Regions from separate parts of the Pan troglodytes genome. Here region 2 is linked to region 1. The links are chromatin contacts, called in public Hi-C maps. All regions are on one chromosome and are shown on one strand. Each heading gives the region's core, a stretch centred on a gene start, on an enhancer-like site or on the middle of the called end of the contact. The rest is flanking DNA. Distances are from core to core; before and after follow the strand shown.

What was found. A called contact is a pair of places that touch in the nucleus more often than the background predicts.
Region 2: a contact with region 1 is called in a Hi-C map of induced pluripotent stem cells, with 2.1 times the contacts expected there. The contact joins the enhancer-like site here to the promoter of FEZF1 in region 1. A contact is called at or near these places in 3 of 7 Hi-C or Micro-C datasets (induced pluripotent stem cells and stem cell-derived neural progenitor cells), 1 of 1 datasets of contacts at active chromatin or transcription factors (stem cell-derived excitatory neurons) and 1 of 1 other capture datasets (stem cell-derived neural stem cells).

Annotation. Positions count from the first base shown.
Region 1 is chr6:137,718,828-137,723,223 of NHGRI_mPanTro3-v2.0_pri, reverse strand. FEZF1 (FEZ family zinc finger 1) reads left to right here and starts at 2,271. Exons shown (of 6, transcript XM_063815555.1): 1 at 2,271-3,378.
Region 2 is chr6:137,929,727-137,934,422 of NHGRI_mPanTro3-v2.0_pri, reverse strand. All of the region lies in intron 8 of CADPS2 (calcium dependent secretion activator 2), which reads left to right. Among named protein-coding and RNA genes, the nearest start is that of RNF133, 180 kb to the left of the region's middle. Within about 2 kb of position 3,077, at least 1 of the 24 cell types and tissues checked has an H3K27ac peak or open chromatin away from gene starts, as enhancers often do. A contact at or near this core is called in induced pluripotent stem cells, where this site is marked.

The DNA of each region.
Region 1 (4,396 bases), core at 1,022-3,521:
CAGAAACTAGCAACATTTATTCTAATGCTCAAAATGTCCGCGACAAATTGGCCTTCTGCGTGTTTATGAAGACCTTTCTCAGAAAGGAAGACCAGTTGTGTACAATTTCAACAGATAATTGAAGAATCCAGCTTTAAAAGGATACTGAGGAACAGGGTGAATAAAGAGGGTTATATTTTGCCCTTGATCAGGGCTGCATTATTAGTGATGAGGTGGGGGCAGAATAGATAGCATACTTTTTGAAAAAAAAGTTCACGTTTTCTCATCTTAAGTTCCCATCTATATGTTTTAAATTAAAATCTTTATAAATTTCTTTAAAATAACTGCAAACTACTGATGGATTAGATGAAATGTTAGAGAATATGGCCAACTTTGGGCGTGTATTTTGCAGAGAAAAGGGAGCCCCAAAAAACTAAAATTCAGAAGGCAAAGAAGGGAGAAGAAACCTCTTTCCCATTTCTGACTTCCAGCCACCACTACTCCCACACTGAAACAATAAGAGTGAAGGGCTCAATTGCGCACCCACTGTGGTGCCATTTACCTTTCCAAGTGACTATGGGAGTCAGGCTCACTTGGAGGAGGCACAGCGAGAAAGACCAAAGGGCACCTGAGCCTCTGCCCCTCTTAACTAAAATAAGGGGATGCTGGGATCCTACCATCCCTGCCCCTGACTTTCCTTTTGCCCTGTGTCCCAAGGGGAGGTCGGGGGAGCGGGGGAAGGGGGGACTGCAAATAGAGCTCCAAAATTTGAATTACTGGTGGCATCTAGAAGAGTTCAAATGTGGGAAGGAGGGGTTGGGGGATTCAAAAAGCAACTACAGCAATCACATGTATTTTGCTGCTGCTGTATTTTACTTCTCAGTCCTCTTTTTGAGTTGGCAAGTAGGAGTTGAGTTGACAGCAGGGTCTTTCAGTAGACATTGTGGCCTTCACTTATTTAAGGAAATAATAAATTGGAATTTCCTATTAAAGGGCAATGACTTTGCTTTAAAAATGAAAAGCTCATGCCAATCAAATAAAAAGGAAATAGATACTTTGGAGAGTGAAGGACCCCAATTATTACTATGCCTGCACCTTTTGTACACAACATATGCTCTTAAGTTTTTTAAAAAAAATCCTTCACCATTATTCAGAGATCTAAATCAACATTATTAAAGCCAATTTCTCTTTCTCTCCCTTTTTTCTCCTTCCTTTCCTCTCATTTCAACAGTGGTATGAGAGTTCAGATATTCTCTGCCGTGAGTAAAAAGCTCTGGAAATGAGCTATTGTGCCAACACCGGGAACATATCCAGGCCCATGGTGCGAAAATGAAATATGTGCTGTTGAATTATTATTTTTGTCCTTAAGGTTTACATCTACACCCTTGTATTATGTAAATTTCTGAGAAGCTGTGAATCACAAGGTTAGATAAAAGAGGGTCCCCCCCAACCCCCTCAACTCTCCCCCTCCTCATCCGTCTTCGCAAGCAACAGGAGCCGACCCCATTTAATCTTTGAATGATTCTCAGCCTTGTTCCTTTCTTTTTCCGGCTTTTTACCCCAGACCTCAACTTCCCTTCCCACCCTCGACCCAACGAGCCGGCAGGGGCCAGAGGCCGCGGTTGCAGCCCGGGTCCCCGCAGCTGGCCGCGTTCGTGACGTCAGCCGGCCGGCCCCTCGGGTCACCGTGGCCGCGGGACGCTGTTTGCGAGCTGCCAGCGTCAACACCCGCGCGGGGCGCTTAAAGCTTCGCGTTGTTTCCAGGAGCCTTTTCCTCTGTGTGGGACTGCTGAGAAACTATGAGGGCAGCCCCACTGTTCGTGAATTCAGAGAATTAACTGAACTTGAAGTAAGAGGAGACAGTGGGAAGAGGGAAAAAAAAAAAAAAACCTTCCAAATTAATTTAAAGTGAGAAGGCAATAATATTTTACAAGGTAGTAAGATTTCTTAATGATGGATCAAGCCTCTTCTTGGGATTGGATCTTAGAGCTCAACTCTTGAAACATGCACAAGGCGTGCAGAATCTGGTCTGGGAGAGGCCTAAGGGCGGGAAGGGAGGAAACAGAACAGCACCCACTTCCATCAACAAAAGGGGGCCGGCCAGTGGCTGAGTGCTTCCTCTTTTACAGAGGCTATGGAGGCCCGCGAGAGGTGGCCACGGGGTATGGCCCTCTTTGGACAGCCATGAAATATTCTCTTTTAGAGGAGGTGCAGGGCTTCACTGGGAGAACTCGGGAATGAAAGAACAAATTGGAGAGTAAAGCCAAAGAAGGGAAGGTAGAAAGGCCTTTCTGTTAAGGTCTTAAACAGGAGAATCTAGTTAGAAAATTCTCTTTGCTCTGGGATCATAAGGAGACCCCAACTACTCTTAAGCACAGGCCAAACGGCTTCAAAGGGAGGATTCTCGGAGGAAGGAGGTCGGCTAAAAAAATACACGAAAGGTTTTTGGAAGAGATAGTCAGAGATGCTTCTCAGACATTCTTAAAATTTGACTTAACGTATTTTCCAGGAAAGTCAAAATGACAGGCAAACCTAGTGAAAAGATGCTCTAGTTCCTCCTTAGGTATGCCACACCCCCGGGCCTGTTTTCTTTCACCTTGCGTCTAGATTAAATGACCCTTCAATTACACCCTGAGTCGTCAAAGCAAGTCTATTAGCGAGTGCCTGTTCAAAAACTTTCATCCAGGAGCTCTCCACCATCTGTTCCGCGGTCTCTTAAACCAGATCCGGCGCCCCCTCCCGAAACTCTTTGGAGCCTCCCTCGCCATCTCTCAGCCTTGGGGGGATGGAGCCGCCCCAGGACCTGCGGGAATGCAGAGGAGAAGGGGAGGAGCGCGATTGCGCCCGGGATGGGTTGCCAGACCGGCTGGGGCGGTGGTGGTCCAGAGGCCCGAGGTCGGCAGGACCTGATCGAAGGCAGCGCCGCGTCGACCACCCCGGGAGCCGGACGCTTGGGAGCCCCAGCCCGGCAGCGGAGCCCGGTCACTGAAGTTGCGCCCTAACTCCCAGCCGCCTCCAAGCTTCTCGAGCTAAGGTTCCTGACCCCTCCAAGGGAGTCTCACAGAGCTCGGTGGCCCTCGGCCTTGCCAACGTCACTTTAACTAACTGTTTGGAACTCGTGAGCAAGAACCGAGAAGTGGAGAGCCCAGCCGCGGAGTTTTCAGCTTTTCTGTTTCACTTCGGGCTTCTTCTATTCAAATGGCTCTGCGCTGGCCACCGAATCCTGAATGAGGCGGGGCTCCTCTGCCCCAACTCCAGCAGCGGGAACTTGGTTCCCCTGGGCAGCCGGGGGCAGGGGGCGCCAAGGCCGTGGCGATAATGAAGGCTGAGACGGCCAAGGCCAGCGGGTCGGCGCGGGGCACTCCCGGGCCGGAGTGGCCATCGGCCGGAGTTCAGGAGGTAACTGAATTTATAAGCGGTTCTTAGAGCTTTCTAGCTCAAGGATTTTTATTTACCTCTACTGCTTCTCCATTTCACTAAGCTCGTTCTTTGCTCTGTGTTGTTTTAATTTCTATTATCGACTTTTATTTCATGGGATCACTTAAGAAAGTTTGAAAATAACATAAAAATGCTTTAAACTTCGTGGGTAGTGTCAAGGAAACAGTCGAACTGTGTCTTGAATATGGTTGTTTTGTGTGTGTGTCTGCTTGTTTTTAATTTTGACCACAAACACAAAATGTCTTTAAAATTGTCCAGGGACTGCTGCAAAACGCTAATCAATCAATTGCACGAAAACAGTTTTTTTCTATTATTGGAGGCAAGTATTTCAGTGTAGAGCAATAGAGCATGTTTGGGCTATCTTCTAATTGTTCGCCTTCCAGATTTCAGTAACACCCTTGTAAGTGACAAGCAAAACTTTGCTGGGTTTTGTTGCTTGACGCTGTTGCTCCACAGTAAAGGTTGGAGAAACTGGGTTACTTGTTTTATAAACTTCTTTTTTTCCATAAAGTCCAGCCCTGAGTCGTAGCCTCTCAGTCTGGAGGGACACACCTCACAGGCCTGTGGGAATGGGTGAGAAAAATCTCAGCATTAGTGGAGGGTCAGAAACAAACTGAGCCCAAGTGCTCGCTGTCTGTATTGCCTGCCACCTCATTAACAGCTCTCACATTTGGGCTCTTCATTTCCTTTCACAAACTGATTTGCTATGTAAATGCTGTTTTGAGAGAAATAATTTCACTGGGTTTAAATGAAATCCTAATATAAAAGAAATAGTAACAACAAAGGTCTAGAGACAAATAATCCACCCTCACACTTCTTCCCCCAAAGAGAGGAGGGCTCTGTGAGTTAATCAACCCTTCCCACATTTATAACCTGTGATACTGTCCTTCACATTGCTTTAGGAAATTAGCAAAAATTCTTTATTTGCTACCAAACTAACTAAAAGCACACTAGTAGCCTTAAATTTGAACTTGTTGCC
Region 2 (4,696 bases), core at 1,828-4,327, 210 kb before region 1:
TTATAGAATGGGCATTTTATGTACATATTTCACTTGAAATTCTGAATATGAAAAAGGGAGACCGATACCTACATTTCCAGAAAAAAGGAAATGAAGGCCTAACATATTTGTGTTAATTCAGGATTACCTGTATTACATGTAATGTTAAATAACATTTGATCATTTTGTTATATCTTGGGAATAATGTGCCCTAAAAGAGAATGTATTTTTATTAGTCAACATGATATGGTTTGACACATAAAAGCCTTTGCTAAACCTTTTGTTTCTTGCTAAACTATTTACGTTTTCAGGGAAAGGAAAGCTTAATAGAGTATCTCACAAAAATGTCTAGGATTGCATAAGTAAACCATTTCCTTTTAATTGTTAGATGCCTCAGAGACTTTTTGCCAAGAGATGCAAAATGTCCTTTTCTTTGGAATGTGCCATAGGCTTACTCCCAGAGACATTCAGATTTTCACAGTCCCAGTCCTCTTCCTAGAGGATGGAGGAATAGACCTCTCTGCAAGTTTGCCTGGTTGGGGTAGAGGGGGCTACTCAGTAAATTCTTTGGACATTTTTCCCATTTATTTACTTCTGAGACATTTTATAATCAGCTTGGAAAGCCTACTAATTTTCTTTAACTTTTAGCAAACAGTGAAGCATGTGTAGACAAAAATTTTGAAGGGTATTTAAATTGAGGAAAAACATGAAACCATGCTTTATGAAATACGCCTCCTGTGGTAGAATATATTGAGGTAATGCATATATTAATTAACTTCATTTAGCCATTTCACAATGTACACATATTTCAAAACATGTTGCACACCATAAATATATACAATTTGTTGGTTGATTTTTAAAAATAAAAAGGAATAATGACCTAACATATTTATACAGTCGTATAAATATCAGCACTGATCATGAACCACTTAAAAATATTTATCAAGGTACTTTTTTTCTGCTAATTGAGATATAAAAGAATGCCAATGACCAGTTAGCAAAGGAAAATATCAGGAAAAACTGTCTTTTAATAAAATATTTATCTGCACAGTTTGATTTAGTTGGGTTGTTTGGCTTATATTTATTGAAAACTACATTTTATAGAATTAATTATTTTTCTAGTTGTTTTATTTCTAGGTGACAGTGCATTGACATCTATATTAAGATATATCCTTTAATAATGATCAATTGTAAAATGCTGGAGAAGATATGGAGAATGGGAACTCTTAAATACTGTTGGTGGGAATGTAAACTAGTACAGCCATTATGGAAAACAGCTTGGAAGTTTCTCAGAAAACTAAAAATAGAACTATCATGTGATCCAACAATCCCACTAATGTCTGTTTATTAAAAAAAAAACCAGAAATCAGTGAATCAAAGAGATACCTGTACCTCCATGTTTATCGTAGCATTGTTCTCAGTAGCCAACATATGAAATCAACCTGTTTATCAACAAATGAGTGGATCAAGAAAATGTGGTACATGTACACAATGGAATACTATGTAGCTATAAAAAAGAATGAAATCCTGTCATTTGCAGCCACATGGGTGAAACTGGAGGTTATTATATAAAGTGAAATAAGCCAGGCATAGAAAGACAGATGGCACATGTTCTCACGTGTAAAAGCTAAAAAAGTTGATCTGTGGAGATAGAAGTTAGAATGATAATTACCAGAGGCTGGGAAGGGTGTTGGGGGTGGGGGATGGGGAGGATGGGGCTGAAGAGAGGTTGGTTAATGTGTTCAAACATATAGTCACATAGAAGGAATAAGTTCTAGTGTTTAATAGCACAATAGGGTGACTATAGTTAATAATAATTTATTGTATGTTTTTAAATAGCTAGAAGAGAAGATTTGAAATGTTCCCACTACAAAGAAATACATGTTTGAGGTGATGGAGATCCCAAATTTCCCGATTTTACCATTACACATTTTATGCATGTATCAAAATGTCACATGTATCCCATAAACATGTAAAATACATATCAGTAAAAATTTTTTTTAATAAAAAGGGGCCAGATGCAGTGGCTCACACCTGTAATCCCAGCACTTTGGGAGGCTGAGGTGGGCAGATCACTTGAGCTCAGGAGTTCCAGACCAGCCTGAGCAACATGGTGAAACCCCGTCTCTACCAAAGTACAAAAATTAGCTGGGTATGGTGACATGCCTCTGTCATCCCAGCTACTCAAGAGGCTGAAGCACAAGAATCTCTTGAATCTGGGAAGTGGAGTTTGCAGTGAGCCAAGATCGCACCACTGTACTCCAGCCTGGGCAACAGTGTGAGACTCTGTCTCAAAAATAAATAAAATAAAATGAATTATTTTGCAAAAAGAGAAAAAAAGAATGATCAGCTAGAACTGCATCAGCAGTTCTTGATGTCTTATCTGAGGGTGGAATGGGGTTTTATGGTCTTCTTATCTGGGCAGTTTGCCTTCATTCATTTTCTAGATTTTGCTATAGCAAGCAAATTTTTAGTATAGTTTTATACTGTCTTAAACTGTTTTAAACTGTTACAGTGCTGATATGAGCTGAGGCTTAACTTGGATTTAACTGAGATGAAACTAACAGAAGGTAGAACTTCTCAGGAAAAGGAAGAGGGACAATTCTATAAAATGTGATACCTAATATAAGTGAAGAACTCTATGTTTTATGCATTTGCTTTTAGGAATCTCCTGTTTATATAGCACATAAATTTTAAGTTCTTGCTCAACAATAGGAGTTATTGGTTTTTCTCTAGTCATAATTTCTCCACAAATGTTATGTAATTTTGTTTGATGAGGATCCTTTCCATGCATCCCCACCTCTCTTTTACTGTTTCCCATAATAATTCAAGCCTATAATAACCAACCAGAAAGTATTTACTTCTAAGTTTCTTAATGCCCAGGTCCCAGTGTTGTCTGGAATCAGTTTCTTTTTTCATCCTTAGTTGAAACAAGCCCCCCCACCTCACCCCCCCCCCCAAAAAAAAGTCTTAATCTTGTGGGGTCAAATAAAAGAAAGAATGTAGTGAAAGGAAGATTCCTTTTATGCAAGCAGCAGAGAACTTGTAGGGAATGACTGAAAGTGCCTGAGGGCATTTGGTCCCTATTGGTTTTCACTTCAAATGCAATGGTGCCCACAGATAGCCTGTATTGTTGTCAGTTAAATGGGATCATGAGTGTCTGAAAGGTGTTTGAGAATGAACCGAAAATCATTTTCACAAGTGGATGATTACTTCTGCCACATGTTAACCGAACTCTATCCGAATGGCCCAGATTTTTGAGCCTGCATTAATTGCTCTTTCAACCTTGACTGAGGTTTCTCTTATGAAAGCCCTTTCCAGGACTAAACTACTCTATATATTGATTTTTTTTTTCTTTCTGTATTGTTCCTTGAAAAATGAAGGCTTGTAGAAGAAAAGGCTTTATCATTCAACATGTAAATTGATTGTTGCATTTCTTTGAATAAAGCGCTAGACTCATAAGTGATCCACCAAAATTAATAGTTCTTTTTTTCAGGCACCAAATAATTCCCATCTTCTGTATACAATTATGTTTTTCAAATATTCATTAGTGATGATTTTTCATCATAAAGTAAAACCATGAACTCTCACAGCATGGACTCAGTGCAAATAAATTGTCATATTCTCATTTCTATTAGAATTGTGTGCTACCATTCTAATTGAAACTAAACTACAATATTTAGTAATGTGTTTGGAGAATTTGTGTGTGTTGAAGTATTCTTTGAACAATCTTCAAGTTAGAAAGGTTTGATAAATGCTTTTAAAGTGTTTGGGTAAGCGAGTTCTTTATTTCATTTTACTCTTTTCTATATAAAATCTGGCATAGAGAATATTAGCTATGTCTTTACTATTACTAGAATAGTATGGGATATAGTTCAAACATATTGTGATATGAAGATGAGTTAAATCTCAATTTTTTAATCAGAAAATGAGTTCTTAAAATGTCATTGACTTTTGTGATTATAAATGTTAGCCAAGAATATATAGTATTTAAAGGAAAATGGCTTAACGGTTAAACTTACTTCTGAGGTTTTTGGCTTAAAAGAAAACAAATCAGAATATTACATATGAATCTACTTAAAAAAACACACACACACATTCAACCGGGTACTATGTAAAGACAAGCATTTTAAAATAGTTTTGTCGTATAAGCATTGCAGCGTTAATGCTTGAAATTTATTTTTACTAAACTTCATTTTACTCAATAAATCTATTGCCAAGAACCATTTTATTGGTACTAAAATACATATGTTAATGATCAGGAAATCTTTCTAAAGAAAAGTTTTTGTTCCTGCTGTCACGGAACATTCTGATGGATTTCATAAAGACTATTTTTGTTTGCAAATGAAAGCTTTTAGAAGTAATTGTGGTGTTATCTTCCAGCTACCTTATTAATAGTTGACTCTTTTAAGAATCATGTTGACATGTTTACACCAAAAAGGTTGTAGGTACTGAGATACGCTAATGATTATATATAACTACAGATATAGAAGTTTTTAAAATATACTATTTGCCTTGTTGGTAGTAACTATTTTGGCTTAAGGACTGGCCATTTCCTTTAAAAAAAAAATCAATTAGGCAAATACCATTTAAAAAAATGTTTTCTCTTGACTTTTTTCCCAAACAGCATAAAATATATTCTACACATCTACATCATATATTAAATATATAATCAAAAATTTGAAAGTTTAGTTTCTTCATATCTCTGATATTTGAT